Regions from separate parts of the Hordeum vulgare genome. Here region 2 is linked to region 1. Evidence: chromatin contacts called from public Hi-C data. All regions are on one chromosome and are shown on one strand. The core of a region is the stretch at or near the end of the contact, and the rest is flanking DNA. Distances in the headings are between cores, read along the strand shown. Region 1 holds the start of LOC123442937. Region 2 holds the start of LOC123442946 (probably inactive leucine-rich repeat receptor-like protein kinase At5g48380).

Region 1 (2,547 bases), core at 33-2,532:
CGAAGCCGCCCGATCCACCTCCATTCTTGGGGTCCCCATAAGATTAGAGGGAATTCAAATGATCGAACGAGGCTAACCCTATCAAACAATGTGTCCACACGCCGCGCTCGGATTTCTTGCGTTTTTTTAGTTCAGCATAGAAAAACTCGTGAAAGCCCTCCCAAGTAATGGTGGAGCTACCAAAATATTATAGAATGGGGCAGATTGAAGAAAAACACATAGTTTTACCTTCGGATGCGAGTTTCTCCTTCTTTCAATGATTTGGCCTAAGGCTTGGTGGGCCACAACCTGCTTTCGGTTCGACTAAGTTGCATCCCCGCTCCCAAACCCTACGTACCAAACAACACGAGAGTTATATCTCGCTCTTTGCGAGGCGTTAGTTAATCCCGCCCTTGGCGCGAGTTGGCTGACCCACGTGAGTTCTTGTGATTTTCATGGCAATGATTTTAGGAAGCTTATATGGATCGGTTCAGACCGGTTTTAAAAGCTTTCATGCTTTTTTTGTGTGTGTGTTTCTGTGTTGACTATTTCCTTTCCTTTTATTTTCCTTCATTTCTAAAGTACATGTAGACTTTTTCCAAAAGCACGTTGAATATTTTTTGTATACATGATGTACATTCCTCTTATAAACGTTGAGTATTTTCATGTACACATTGAAAATTTTCTTTTAAATGCTAACATTTTCTTATACACGATGAAAAAATAGACGCAATGAACATTATTCACAAATGCCATGAACATTCTTTAAATGTGCAAAACATTTGTGATTTTCTTAAATGCCACAAAGATTTTTTTTGCATGGTACGGGTTTTTCTGTTACCCAAATATTTTTTACACTGTGTAAATATTTGTTTAAATACCACGAACAAATTTTTAAATTTGTGAAATTTTTTTGAATGGTACGAACATTTTTATTAAACCACGCATACCTTTATTTACATTGTATAATTTCATTGAAATTTCTCAAACAAAATTTTGAAACGCATGGACATTTTTTAGATTTCACATTATTTTAATGCATATTTTTTTTTACATTTCATGAACAGTTTGAGATGCATGACGAAATACTTCAGTATTTTAAACAATTTTATTTTTTATTATCTATTGAAAATATTTGAAATATATAAAGAAAAGTGAAAAAATGAGATAAAAAAAAGGAACGAAACAACGCGTAGCGAACCCACGCGATCCTATTGGGCCGGCCTCGCTTGAGGTACAGACGCGCGCTCAAGGCCTCAACAGACGCGCCGATGCAGTCGAGTCGAGTCGAGCGAGCGAGCGAGATCCCAGCAAATGATAAGCTCGAGGAGTGAAGCATTTCTCGAGGATAAGAGGAGGAAGAGCCGTTGAAGGAAAGAAGAGATGACGATGTCGTCGCCGGCCTCCACCCACCTCCTCCTCCGCTCCGCGTCCGCGGCACCTCTACTCCCTCGCCGCGCCTCCCTGCAGCTCCCCCGCGTCGCCACCGGAGCCGCGCCGAGACGAAGCGGCCGCCTGGAGGTGGTCCGCGCGGCCACCGCGGAGGCGGCCGAGGCCCCCGCCTACACCACCGAGTCCCTCATCCTCTACTTCAAGGCGGAGGGCACCATGGAGGAGAGGGCCATTCCCAAGATCACCCAGGCTCTCGAGGTGCATTTACTGATTGGTTTCTTTGTCGATTGGGATGGACGATGGATGGACACCAGCCGGTAAATCAACCATCGGTTGAGATAAACGTGTGTGTATGCGTACTGTTGTAGGGGATGGATGGCGTCAGTGACCTGGAGGTGCTCGTCGAAGAAGGCATCGGAAGTGTTGTGGTAAATTTGGCCCCCTCCGCTCCTACTGTATTTTCTTTCATTATCAGTTGCTCCTAGTATTTTCAGTGTGCACGTGCATGCATGCATTTCTTTTGCGTGGAGTACATCTATCTGCAGATAATCCCAATTTCGTAAACACATTAGATTCTGATAACTGTACTACGTATCTGCAAGCACAAGAGTAGACTGCCTTGCTAGCTGAGGGGGCGTTATTGTCAGATAGTAGCTGTTTAACCATGGATATATGATCATGGGAGATGAAAGCAGCGGTATAGATTTTTATATCCATTACTTATAAAGTGATTTGTGATGGCAACACTTGGCCCTGTTTGGAACCATAATAGATTATGATAATCTGGATTATGAAGATAAATTATATAATCTGGTTTATAAAAATAATCTAGGTGAACATGTTTGGAGGCCAGATTATATAAACTGTAATCCAGGCTTTACATTGCATAATGACCTGTCTGCCCTCTGTTTTATTTTAAAAAAGAGGAGGGTGGCGGTGGTAGGAATGTAATTATCTCCTACTTTACAAGGGTAATGGGTCATTAGCAATCCATAATCTGATTTTAGCTGGTATAGAGTAGATTATGAGTTTTTAATAATCTATCCATCTAGTTTTTATAATCTACACTATAAGTTGTCCTGTTTGGAAACATAATAGATTATAAAAACTGGATTATATAATCTAGGTGGTTCCAAACAGGGCCTTAACAAACAAAGACGCTGTCGCGGGCAATGC
Region 2 (2,547 bases), core at 30-2,529, 130 kb after region 1:
ATCCGTCACTTTCACAGCCGTTTGATTATCTTCATCCAGCAGATCCGCACGCGGGACTTCGGCCGGGCATTCGGTAATTCTTGAAACGACGCTCGAGTTTCTGAAACAATCGCTTTGTTGTAGTTTTTTTTCTTCGTGCGCGCTTCGGCTGGGCACCCGGTAATTCCTGAGACAACGCTCGAGTTTTTGAAACAATCGTTTTGTTGCAGTTTTTTTCTTTGCGCGCGTTTCGCCTGGGCACCCGATAATTTCTGAGACAATCGCTTTGTTGCAAAAAAAAAATTCCTTCCTCTTTCTGCAATAGTGGCCGTGTTGCAGAAATAATCGCTTTGTTGCAAAAAAATAAATTTTCAATCCATTAATTCCTGAAACAAAGGTCGAGTTTCAGAAACAATCGCTTTGTTACATAATTTTTTCCTTCCTCTTTCTGCAAGAGTGGCCGTGTTGCAAAAACAATCGCTTTGTTGCAAAAAATAAATTTTCAACCTGTTAATTTCTGAAACAAAGGTCGAGTTTCAGAAACAATCGCTTTGTTACATAATTTTTTTCCTTCCTCTTTCTGCAAGAGTGGCCGTGTTGCAGAAACAATCGCTTTGTTGCAAAAAATAAATTTTCAACCTATTAATTCCTGAAACAAAGGTCGAGTTTCAGAAACAATCGCTTTGTTACAGAATTTTTTTCCTTTCTATTTCTGCAACAGTGGCCGTGTTTGCGGAAACAAATTTCCAAAACAATGAACGGGTTGCAGAAACTGTTGGAAAAGATAAGATGGAGAGAGGGATGGGGAAGCGGTGTCGCAGAGCAAACAGAAGAGATGACATTTTTTGTTTTCATTCTGCTGACGGAAATCTTTTCCCGTATAAAATGGGGCGAAAGACCTTTTGGGCTAAACAAACTTTGCCAGCCGTGCGACATACTCCAAATATTAGCAGTCCCTGTCGTGGCCGCGGTAACCCGGAAACCCGAACGCCCTTTGGGCTAGTCTTCCGTGGTCAGTGGTCACGACGGAGAAAGGAGGGACCCGATACCCACCTCCTCCATTCCGAGGTGAGTGACACGGTGGCGCCGTAGCCATTCGTCCGGCCGGCCACCCATCATCAAGAGAGAGCAGACGGGTTGACTGAGGCAGTTGACCAGAAAAGTCCGTGGATCTCCGCGTCCCCCAGTCTCCATACTGCGCGCCCCTCTCGCCCTCGCCGGGCCCACCCGCCCCTCCGGCTGGGCACCCACACGCTTAGAAAAACTCTCTCGCCTCCACTTTCTTTTCCTTTCTTTGACGGGCGGCTCCTCTCCTCTCCGGTCCTCCCTCCCTCCTCCTCTTCCTCCCCCTACCCACAGCTCTTCTCCCCCACCTCCTGCCCCTACTCCCTCTCCCTGGGTCCTCCCGGTTCCCACCTATGCGAGGACGGCGAGCTTCAGGTGACCGATTCTACCTCGCCTCTTCTCTCATATTTTTCTAGATTTTCCGGCCCTTCTTTCCATGCTTTGTTGTGGTGCGAATGATCTTGGGAGCGCGCGAGCTCTCGGTTGGTTGGTGCCTCCGTGTATGCGGGTTCTTGGGGGGGGGGGGGGGGGGCTCCTGCAGTCGCCAGGGAGTTCGTATTCCGGCTAGAAACTCCGGGCAAGAAATCGCTTGCCTCTTTCTTGGCCTGATTGGTGCGGGTTTGTTGCTGGGGAAGCAGCAGCAGCAGCAATGGGTTTGTCCAGTGCTTCTTCTTTCTTCTTTTTTAGTTAAAAAGGATCAAAGAGGGACGGCCCCTGGGAGGGAAATCAGGTAGAAAAATAGCATGCACATATGCGACATATGGATGGTGCGGCGCCATTCCTTTTGGAGATTTTTTTTATTTTTTTTTTGCTGCCCCTTCCCTTAGATTTTCTTCTTTCTGGAAAGTGCGCCTTTTGGCAGTTCGAGCCGTTCGCTTCTCTTGTGAGAAATCCAGATATTTAATAAGAGGAAGCCCGTTGGTTGTTTCTGTAAATAATAACTGTGGTCTCGATTGATGGCTCAGAAGCCAGGAACTGCCCCCGGTTGCAAGTTTCCACTTATGCTTATAGACAATAATGGAAGAACAAGGTTGCGAGTTCTTACTGTTATTGTTAGGGGTGATGGATAATTACCATGCGACCCATTGCACCTATTATTTGGTGCTAATCTTAGCAGAATCTTCGCACCATATGTTATTTGCTATGGCCGTAGTGGGGATCAGTTCCCCACTGATGTCGTCTTTGTGTTATGCTTTTCAGCACTGCAATCAAATCAATCTTTTCGTTCTAGAATATGGTTGCTATCACCAACTGGTATGTGTGTCTCTAATTTTATAAATTCGACTGCGTTTACGTGTAGGTGAAGCTTGAACCTGCAAGTGGTGTTGTCACGGAGGAGAGGTGAAGTTTGGTGCAAGTGCTCAATGGCAAATCATTATGCTCCTCTGAGGGTTATTCTTATACTGTTGTTGGTCTTCACTTGTTTTGCCTCTGAAGCTGATATCCAATGCTTGAAATCTGTTCAGCAGTCAGTGAATGACCCCAACGGTGTACTCAAATCCT

Evidence for each region. Hi-C and Micro-C count contacts between places; a contact is called where the count stands out from the background.
Region 2: a contact with region 1 is called in a Hi-C map of seedling, with 4 times the contacts expected there. The contact joins the promoter of LOC123442946 here to the promoter of LOC123442937 in region 1. A contact is called at or near these places in 3 of 6 Hi-C or Micro-C datasets (leaf and seedling) and 1 of 1 datasets of contacts at active chromatin or transcription factors (embryo).

Annotation. Positions count from the first base shown.
Region 1 is chr1H:432,562,237-432,564,783 of MorexV3_pseudomolecules_assembly, forward strand. LOC123442937 reads left to right here and starts at 1,283. Exons shown (of 3, transcript XM_045119131.1): 1 at 1,283-1,629; 2 at 1,740-1,799. The coding sequence starts at 1,363.
Region 2 is chr1H:432,694,494-432,697,040 of MorexV3_pseudomolecules_assembly, forward strand. LOC123442946 (probably inactive leucine-rich repeat receptor-like protein kinase At5g48380) reads left to right here and starts at 1,280. Exons shown (of 3, transcript XM_045119143.1): 1 at 1,280-1,419; 2 at 2,345-2,547. The coding sequence starts at 2,409.